Linked DNA regions of Bactrocera dorsalis: region 2 is linked to region 1. A link is a contact called in public Hi-C data. All regions are on one chromosome and are shown on one strand. Each heading gives the region's core, a stretch centred on a gene start, on an enhancer-like site or on the middle of the called end of the contact. The rest is flanking DNA. Distances are from core to core; before and after follow the strand shown. Region 1 overlaps LOC105225921 (glypican-6). Region 2 overlaps LOC105225921 (glypican-6).

Region 1 (5,369 bases), core at 2,421-4,920:
GGCCGCGCGCTCGCTTTACACCAAAAATATAGGAGCTAATATATAAGAGGGACGCGCTTTCGACGAAGACGCGGCGCTTACGAAAAAGAAAGTAGCATAGAGCAAGAATGAATCTCCACTGCAATGATTGTTACAGAAGCATATCGTGATTTCTTACTTTCTTCACCAATTCTGCCTGGCCTTCTAAATAGTGTATGCGCCATAAACAAATATGTGCTTATACAACATTGCTGAACACATCTAACAAAAAACGACGCCCGCTGCGTCCAAGCGGCAATTGCATGAGCGCCAGCAAGTATTGAGCACGAAACGCGCGGCTGGCAGCAAAGAAAGTCCAGTGAATGAAGCGCGTTAAAGGAGCGCGCGTAGAAAGGAGCTGTGCAGCTAAGGCAGAATACTTGCGTGCGGCATTCATGCAATACAACGCTTCTTTTTGTGCTGCGCGCGAGGGTGGCGTTAGCAGTGGCGGCAACAAAATGAAGCAAAATAAGCATACAAAAAAACATGAGAGTTCAGTGTACATAGCGAAGCTGTTGGAAAAAGTTGAAGTTGAAGAATGAAAATTTCCTTAATGGAGCTGCACATTTATATGCACGAACAGTAGAGGACGCGCAAAGCGCCAAGAGACCGACACTGCTTAACAGACACACCACTGGAATAATAATCGCAGGGGCACTAGTGGCGCACGAAGACTAAATTCACAAAATCACAGCGCAGGGCACGACCAGTGGCCACAAGGGCGCAACGCAGACCAAAATATGCACAGGCGGTCAGACAAGCGGCAATGTTGGCCAGGCAGTTAACTCTACTGCTGGTTACTCTACTGCTGGCACAAAGAAGCAACGTCGAGAAAATGATTAATGGGCCGCCAGCAACACCACTGCAACCAACGCCAACGCCGTCAACAGCATGTGCGCCAGCGCCAATGCTAAAGTTGCGGCAGCTCAAGCAGTGCGCGCATTTAAGGTGGGGGCACGTTGTGGTGGCATAAACAGTTTATGCCTACGTTCGCCGCACACCCAACGCAGCGCATATTGTACTTCAGTAGTTTTTTCCAACACAGCATTTGGCAAAGTCGTTTTACCTCAAGCGAACTCTCCGCGTTAGCTCGACACGTCGCGCTCTCTGACCAACTCACTGTTTGCCCCAACTTCGTTGTATGCCGTTTCCCAGCATCAGCAACGTCGTGTGCTTCTTGTGGCAAGTGTGAAAGACAGCGGCGTCAGCAAAACGTTTTCTTTGTGTTTACAGTACAATGAAATTCCATTCGCAATGGGATTCGCAGCCCATAATTGTGTCGCTTTATTATTTTTGGTTGCGGCCAATTGCAGTTGGACCGAGGAAGCTGCGACGCGGGGCTTGGATTATTGTGTGTTATTTCAGCTGAGGGTCACACTGAAATTGGCAAACGCGGCAATACTCACGAGAACACTTTGCCCACATCCCGCTAGTTGGTTACGGACTGTGTTGCAATGAAATATACACAAGTTTGCTGATTGTGGCAACTTCGAATTAATGAGTTTTGTGAAGACGTCGCTTAAGGTTTGGCGAAAAGGTCTTCTAGGACAACTTTTATTATGAATGGCTGGAAGGAAGCAATCGATAAAAAAGTCTATACTCATGATAAGACAGCCAGAACTTTAGTAAGAGAAGTTGGACGAAAAGTAAGTGAGACGGTATACTGATAGATGTAGATAATAATATAAAACCTGGATCGAAAAATATTTCAGTAAAAGGTCTTTGAGTCAAGACAGCAAACAATTATAAAGAAGCTCTTGTTGCTACTGAACATTAAGCTAGTCGAGTTCATCGCATTGTAGTCCAGTCTTCGCTTTATTATCACCGAGGTCATCTAACGGTAGGCACACGTGCTGATTCGACGGGTTCGGACCGTATGGGGAGTAGATGAATGGGGTTCGCTAGGCATGCAAAGATAGTCGGATTGCCGGAAATATAATATAGCTAGTCGAGTTCAAGGCAGTCTAGAGACATTTGCTTGGGTGGTAAAGTACGGTTTGGTTATCACCGATGTCATCTAAACAGGAAAAGTGCTGTTTCGTTAGAGTCGGATCGTAGGAAGAGGGGTGTTAGATGAGTGTGGTTCGCTGGGCTTGCAAAGAGGTGAAAGAGTCTAAGTGCGAAGACCCATTGCATGCCAGACGTATATTTGGTACCTCGGGATCACATCTGGATAGTCAGGACTTTAATCTACTAATGTGTCGAGAACGAAGTTGTACAGAGATTTCACTAGATTCTTAATGCAACTCGAGTTCTTCGTCTACAATGGGTGGTGGTTCGACTCCGAATACGCCACTAACTGAGGAGCATTCGGTGAAGGTGTTGAAGACTCCATTATGAATGGCGGTCAGTGGATGTCGAAAGATAGCTGCGTCCGAAGTTTGGTCAGCGTACTGTTCGATGTCGTCGACGTAATGAAAGAAAGTCGTCTTGATATGTCTAGGAGGCGATAGTTTCTGTTGGTTTGTTTTCTGCAGAAATCATTCCTGCAATCGTCTGCTAGGAGCGAAGATAATTACGTTCCCTAACTAGGAGCATGTGCAAATCTTCACCCGGAGATATCCAGGGACATCTTGTATGTTGCATGGTGATGTTTAGATTCAATCCTGTACTCCTACGTCCGAGAAAGGTCGGAGGGATAGTCTTTTACTTTCGAACACAAACCATCGACTTCCATGGCAGTCTCGTCTGCTAAATTAGCATGGATCGAAGGTCTTTCCAATGGTAGTCTCGTCTACTTAATCAGCATGGCTCTACAGAACTTAGCTTAAGCAATCTTAGCTTCCAGCTCATCTTATCCAGTCCGCAGTTCGTCTTCTTTTCGACTTTTCTGCTCTCACAAACTTCACTTCCCTACAAATACCTTCCCATCAGCTAATAAAAGTAGGGTCAAACACTTCAAAGGCAATCAGACTCAATTTGCTATTCATAAATTACTGCTAAGTCCACAATTAAACTATAAAAATACCTACAAATGAATGAACACCGTAACAAAATAGTTCGTTTAATCTATTATTAAACCACAAGACCGCATTCAAACCAAACACCTAACAACAACAACACAGTGGAGTGTATAAAAAGCGTCAGAGTTTACTAAATCTTAAATCATTCATACCATATTTATGACTCACTCACCAACCGCACGACTTTTTCTCATTGGACGACTACTTGTTTAGCAACTTGGAACGCCATTCACCACTACAAGAGTAAGTATGCAGCTAAGATAGCAAGTATCTACCAATCGCACCAAATCCAATACCATAATCTAGCTACGCTATCGGACCGTGCGCGACTCGATCGAACTGACTTGCTGGCTCAACGGCGCGCTGGCAGGCTGGCCCATGGGTTGCTTGCTTCAACGCCTGACTGTTCCGGTGTGTGTGTGTGTGTTTATGTGTGCGTTGTGGAGTGCCTGAATAATTTAAACGATTTCAATGACACCATGATTAATATCAACGGCAAACATAAATCCGCCGAAGTAGGCATTAAAGGGCTACACACATAGCAGCCCGACCTACAGGTAGTAGGACGACAAGGTAGCGTCGGAATGCAGACAACACCAAATACACTTACACAGCTGTGTAGATACATGGGAAGATATGCCGACGGCGCAGACAGGCCAGGCCGAACGCAAAGAGAGCAAACTGCATACGAACGGACAGACGGAGTTTCGGTGTGTGTGTGTGTGGACGCCATAAATGCATACGGAACGTGAGCTAACTGTGGAAGTTTAAGCGTTTGACGCTTGGCTTTGTGAATGCCATGAAGATGCGAATGAGTTAAGGAAAAAGTACAAGAATTTCTCATTTCCATGTGCGAACGACGACGTTACTGGACTGGCTGGACGTTTAGCCATGAAAAGCAATACATGCTGAATGGTGGGAGATAAGCAAGAATCTTGATTGAACGCGCACAAACACATACACAAACAGAAAGCAAACGGACGGACGGACGGATGGACGTACGGGCGAACAAAGTGACGAATGGTATGTTGGTGAGTGCGCGAAGAAACGGACCACAGGTAAACCATGCGGATGCACATGCTATGCGGACAGGTAAACTAGTTTGCTGTAGAGACAAGCAAAAGAACACGAAATGAATATTTAGAAATAACAAGAATATTGTTTAAAGAGAGAAAATGAAGTGCAAACAAAATGAAAAAGGACGGACCGAGCGCGCGACCTCTTCGCTAACTAAACCTGGACACTTGTGGACGACAATGGATGAGCCGTGTAGAGCGCAGATAAGCAACGACAAGAACGATTGTGCCGAGTAATGATAAAGCATGTGCAACACAGAGACCGAAGTGCTATCAAACACAAATACGAAAACAAATAAAAATACAATTAAAATTACAACAAAAAATTACAACGATTTGCTGGACGTGGCAAGGCCAGTTTCTGCTGTGTTGCAGACACAGACCCAACACGAATTCCGAACAGCAGCAAACTTTGTTGGCCAACGTCCAACCAATCGGCAGCAGCACAAATAACAGAGGCCAGTTAACAGGCGCCCAGCAAATGTAGCAAGCAGCTAACAGCGTCAAGGTTGCGACACGGCGCGGCAACAACAGAGTTTGGCAATAAAACGGGAAATCAACAGAGCGCCGAGTGGCTGAAAGTGGAAAGAGTGAGTTGCGTGAGAATCAAGGCAGACTAAGGCAGCATACTAAGACCTGCAAAATGTGGCATGTAAACGTGAAAGGCGACTACCGCAGCCAGAGAGCATGAAGAGCTAAAAGCCTGCAATTACAGCAAAAGGCGCTGAAATGTTGCAAGTCAGTGTGCTGGCTAAATGCGATTAGCAATGCAATAATGCGCACATGATGAGTAGAGTGGTGCACCGAACAGGTAACACATGTGGCAACATGTGATCGTTGTGCATGTGGCGACCGGGAGATACCCAAAATGAGCAGCAAAACATGTTGCAACATGCTTGTGTAGCCTTAAATGCTTGCCACAGACCCCGCTGCGGTTAAAGATGACGTTGATAAGGTGACTTAAGAACAGGTATCATGGCGAATAGCAGCCTAATGAACTCACTAGTGGCGGAATTATGCTGAGCGTCGTTTTGTATGCGCTCTCGTGCTCTTGCGCTGACTTGGCACGAAGACTATGACGATCGCGATTGAGCGGTTGTGTGCGAAGTAGGTGTTTCGTGTGCTTATTTTGTGATAATCATGTCTCAGTGGCTGGCTAATAAAGTAGCTTAAGGAGTTCATTTGTGTGAAATATTTGTGAAGGGGGTCCGTGTAAGCTGTTTTGGCTGGATAATCTTTGGAGGTGAAGGTGCAGTATAACTCGGTTATTAATTTGAAATTGTAGGTAAGCTCAACGATTTATCTTAATTAA
Region 2 (5,687 bases), core at 2,257-4,756, 110 kb before region 1:
ATCAAGCTTAGACGCTTCATTATAAGCTTATAAGTTTCTAAGTAAAATTAGCACTTTAAATGGTTAATAAAAATTCATTAAGCCAAACAGTTAAACTAGTTACATTAATAAAGCGCCCTAAAATCAAAGCTTAAAATTTGTCAATTGCCGCGGGTGTTTATGCTACGGTTTTTATGACCTAACTAAGATCTAAAACCGGTATATAGGCATAAACTATATATAGTTTTCACAAAATTTTATTTAATACGTTGCAAAGTACGACTTTTATAGGCTTCGATTTTAACGATTGCATATGATTTAAATTTTACGACTTTTCTGAATGAATGTTGGGGTTATATTATTTATATTGTCACCTAAAATGCAAAATAACGTAACATCACTTTTCGAAAGTTTATAGGCGAAGGAAAAATTATAGCTCATTGAAACGAAACTTGAGTTTTGGTTATAAACTGGTTATATATGGGTTATATATAGGTTATATATTGGTTATATATGGGTTATAAATTGGTTATCTATAGGTTATATATTGGTTATAAAATGGTTATATATTGGTTATATCTGACAACCGGAGGTTAAAATTCTATGATACATATAAGTATGTAGGATGTTGTAAGCAATAAAATACTCAATTTTGAATTTTTTTGATGATACGGAGTTTTGCATTTCAGGTGACGGTATATACGAGTATGTGCCTATATATATGTACATGTTCATAGAAATATCGAAAATTATTTCTGTTCGAAGCAGTGACGCCACCAGTATTGATTTTCGAAAGGGACTGCTTCCAACATATTTTTTATACTCTTCACAAATTCTTCTAAATTCAAATTAAAATCTTCGGTTGTGATTATGTGAGGTTTTTTGACATTCCACCTCCCCCCTGAAACCCGCTACTGCTTTCAGTCATACTTTTATCGCGCAGTTCATTCAACTCACCTGAAAATTCATAATCGCTTCGGAGATTTTGATATTAATCGGCTCGACAACCATTACAATATTGAATGAGCCCAGCAAGCGTTCGGCAACCTTGTCCATGGCGACGGCGAAATTCTCCCACTCCGTGTCGAATTCGTGCACAAAGTGCAGACAACCCTTGATCACATTGACGCAGTAATTTGTGCACGGTTTTTCCGCATAGCCCTTGCAGGCGCCGCAGTGTTGCATTTTCGTGAGCGCGGCCGTGCAGTCGGCGTTTAGACGTACCTATGGAGAGGTAGAAAAATTTGATTATTTTTTTTTTATTTAATTTTTTTTTTTATAGAGCATTACAAATTATTATTTTTATTGTTTTTGTTGCAACTCACATTCATCATCTTCTTCGACACTTCGGCGGCTGTGTGCAGCGCCTGCCAGTAGGTGCGCGTCGCCACAAAGGAACGTTTGATTTGTACAGCCAATTTGTCGGGCACATCGCCGAACGGTTTCAGTTCTTTCATGTGTTCGCTGACGCATTTTAGGAATCTGAGAAAAAAAAATTATTTTTAATAATAATAATAATAATAATAACAGTAAAAATAATAATAATAATAATATTAATAATAATAATAATAAGAAGAAGAAGAATCCATCGAAGTAGTCTAGGAAAAGCTCGACAAAAACAATTTTCGTAGGATTTGAAACATATTCGGGTCCAAAACATCTTTCTAAAACATGTATGTATTTTCTGGATCCGCTGGTAAAACCCAAAAATATTTTTAAGTGTCGCAATTCAGCGCCTTCGTCCAGATTATTTTCGCAATACCACTTTTGTGTTGTTGTAGCGACAGAATTCTGCTCATTTGTCAGTTCTTGGACGGATCAAAATCCGTGTCCGTTCCGTTTACCTAGACCCGACTTTTGTGGGAATGAAAGTGATGTGTGTATGCGAGTTTGCTAAAACCGGACCTATAGTTGTTTGTTGGATCCAGAGTCCTGAGTCTTTTATAGACTAATTTCACCCCCAAAATTTTTAAATCTAAAGCTCATACATAGTTGGAGCTCGCTAAATCTGAACTTATAGTCGAGAGTTCTTATGAGATATCCGTGTTCTTTTCGGTTTCGTATACTCGAGTGTCGTGGGAAGTGGAGAGTATTCAAATTTGCTAAGACTGGACTTATGATTGTTTTTTCGGCGTCCAGCGTCTTTTATAAGATGATTTCAAAGAGTGTTCTAGCCACAAGGAACTCTTTTTTTATGAGCCTTCGTCTAGAACACTTTCTAAATATCATAATTGGAGCTTGCGAAACCTGACCTTATAGGCTTTCTTAGGCATCGAGAGTTCTTTATGATATGAGTTCTGTTCAGAAATGTTAAAATATAAATTTGATGGTTATTCAAAGAGTCTTCTAGCTATAAGAAACACTGCTGCTATGAAGCTTAATCAATACTATTTGCTGGACACCACTTTTTCCATATTTTAAGCGAAACGTCTTTTACAAGATGATTTCACCTGAAAATTAACTTTCTGAATAACAATTTTTAAATATTTTAGGTTATGTGAGTAATCGAGTTGCCTAAAGTCGTGTTTATAGTCGTTTCTTAGGCATCCAGATTCTTTCACGAGATATTTTTATTCAAAAAATTACAATTTGGGTATCACGTTTTCCATATTTTAGGTTATGAAGGTATTTGAGCTTGCTGAAACCGGACCTATAGTTGTTGCTTAGGCTTCCAGAGTTTTTCCCAAGCTGTTTTCACTTATAATATTATGTTTTGAATATCACATTTTCCATATTTTAGGTTATGAGCGAAATTGAGCTTGCTAAAACCGAACCTATAGTGCTTTCTTGGTCATCCAGAGTCTTTTACTCGAAGATTTTTTCAACATTTCTTTAAATTTTAAATCTATGCTTATTCACCGCGTCGTCAAACACTTTAGATCCCAGCAGGATGCCCTTTAGTTCAAGGATAACAAAGGAAGAGCGAAAGCAGCAATAAAAAAAAGCAAAGATACGTGCTTCACGCTTGCACTTAACCCTTCCGAAAAGCAAAAACAACAATAAAATTAATGTAAAGTAAACAAAAGATGAATTTTAAATCAAAAGCGAGCGCAATAAAGCGTTGATTGTTGGAGCTTTAAGTGAAAACAAAAAGTAAATAAAGATGCAGAGAGTTGCTGAGGCTAGTGTAAGTTAGACACGCTGTATGTATGCTTAAGAGTATGTATTTTTGCTTGTCAGTATGTATATTAAGGTGTGAAAAAGTGCAAGATGCTAACTATGTATGCCTGTTTGTGGGTGTGTGTGTGTGCGTGCAAAATGTTTGCGGCACTTGTAGGGCTGCACTGTACTTGATTGTTGTTGTTTTTGTTGATTTTATTACTGTTGCAGTTCGCATATTTACAACGCCGCCCCCAAAGCTATAAAACTTTGTTGCGAGTATTTAGAGACCGACACAGAGAGAGAGAGTGGGAGGAGGAGAGCTGTGTTGGGACAATACAGGCGGTTTTTATAGCAGTGTTCACTGCATATGTAGTTGTGTGTGTGCGCTTGCCTACGCTGTGTGCTTAAGATCATTTGAACGCGGCTTGTTGGCCCAGTCACCGCGCTTCCGGCCATTTTTCGCTTTTATTTGCTTATGAATGAGGTGTGCTTGGCTACACTTTGTGTTTGTATGTATCTATGTGTATATTTGCAACTAAAAGAGCTTGCCTATATGATAGTGTAAACAATTGTGTGTTATTGCATGCATCTGGTTGTGTTTCTATGAGCCGACGTGTCAACGCGCCTTTTAACAAATTCGTTGTAAATGACTTTTGGCTATTTTGCCGCTGCTTTTCTACATCTTTCACTGCTAGTGGACTTTTGGATGGCTGATAGAGTGGTGAAATTCAAGGAGTTGAACGGATACATATCTATGTATATGAATTCATTCATAAATGCAAACATTTTTATATACAAATGTGGCACATTTATTATAACCTGAACAGGGTCTGTAGACAGACGAAGTCAATATCTGTCAATTACTTCCACAGTTTTTGAGATATCAATCTGAAATTATGTACACGTTCTTTTTTCCATAAGGAAATGTTCATATGTCGGAATTGTTGATATCGGATCACTATAGCATATAGCTGTCATATAAACTGACCAATAAAAATCAAGTTCTTGTGTAGAAACTTGTTTTATTTGACGAGATATCGTCACGAAATTTGGTGCGGCTTATAAGTAATAGCAAAGCTATAATACTTGAAAATATATTTTAGATTGGTCAACTATAACATATAGCTGCCATACAAACTGACCATTAAAAATTTAGTTCTTGTATGGAAGACTCTCTTATTTAACGAGATATCTTCACGAAATTTCGCATGATTTATTACTAAAAGCAGCGCTTTATTATCTGAAGAAATTTCTCTGATCCGCCAACTATATCATATAGCTGCCATATAAACTGACCAATAAAAATTTAGTTTTTGTATGGAAAACTTTTTTATATGAGTATATATCTTCACGAAATTTGGCACCGATTATTTGCAAATACAGTGTTATAATATCTGAAGAAATTGTTCAGATCGGACCCCTATAGCCTATAGCTGCCATACAAACTGACCATTAAAAATCAAGTTCTTATATGGAAAACTATTTTGTTTGACAATATATCTTCACGAAATTTTGCATAACTTATTAATGAAAGCATCTCTATAATATGTGAAGAAATCGTTTAAATCGGCTGACTATATCACATAGCTGCCATACAAACTGTACGTTCAAAATCAAAATTTTTCCTTGTAAAGGATGTTATATAAGCTAACGCTTGTTTTCTTGCTTTTGTTTTTGTTTTTGTTTTTGCTTTATTATTTTCACACACTATTTCCCGTTATTTCCTTCATAGCCTGCGAAAAAAAGTACTTATTTGCTTTGTTTGCAATATTTTAAACGCTTTGGTAAACCGAAATGCACGCGTGGGTAACACGAGCTGTTGCGGTTCGACCGCCCTTGCTGTCTACCACACGCTGACCGTTGCTTTTACATGGAAATGTAAGTATGTGTTAACAAGCGCTGTTTCCGCAAGAACTTGACCCTTCCATGCTCGTTTACTCTTTCACTGCTTTTTTTTTGGTATTTTGCTTGAAGAAATACAAGCTCATGGTGGCTGCTGAATATGACTATGTACATATGTATATGTATATACATATACATGTGTATGTGCATTAGTTTACAAAGCCACATAACTCATAAATGCTCCGTTTGCTAATCAAAGCGGTAATTTAAGCTGTTTGTCATGGTACTTGACTTTCGGTGACAAGCTTGGTCATCACTGTTTCCCTACACACCTTCGTTGCTCAAAGTCAGCAAGCAGCAGTGAATGAACGCAGACTTTAATATAAGTGGGTATGTATGTGTGTGTGTGTGTGAGTTTCAGAAATTTAAGCCAATGCTGCGATTTTTTGGTGCGTGGCAACGCTTTTGTCTAAAACGTGCTGTGGACAGTAAAATATGCAGAATTCGTATCAGTTTCTTTGTGGTCACGTGTTTGCTATGTCCCTTAGCTGAAAGTCTTGTTATTTCTTGGCTGTTGAACACACTTTGTTTTATTCTCTAATTTCTTTAACCACATTGAATTTTAATTTCTTTGGGAAGGTCAGTGGCTTGCTTGGTTTTAAACTCATATAAATGTGAACTAATTAAAAAATTGGTTTAAAATCATATTTCGTTTAAAATAAGCAGCAGTCATAACCTAAAAACTTAATTTAACTGAAAGCTCT

What was found. A called contact is a pair of places that touch in the nucleus more often than the background predicts.
Region 2: a Hi-C map of whole body shows a contact between it and region 1, with 3 times the contacts expected there. The contact joins two enhancer-like sites.

The regions. Positions count from the first base shown.
Region 1 is chr5:66,850,827-66,856,195 of ASM2337382v1, reverse strand. All of the region lies in intron 1 of LOC105225921 (glypican-6), which reads right to left. Among protein-coding and RNA genes, the nearest start is that of LOC105225921, 15 kb to the right of the region's middle. Within about 2 kb of position 3,670, the one cell type or tissue checked has open chromatin away from gene starts, as enhancers often do.
Region 2 is chr5:66,957,605-66,963,291 of ASM2337382v1, reverse strand. LOC105225921 (glypican-6) reads right to left here. Exons shown (of 8, transcript XM_049456882.1): 4 at 1,305-1,461; 5 at 937-1,203. Among protein-coding and RNA genes, the nearest start is that of LOC125778589, 16 kb to the left of the region's middle. Within about 2 kb of position 3,506, the one cell type or tissue checked has open chromatin away from gene starts, as enhancers often do.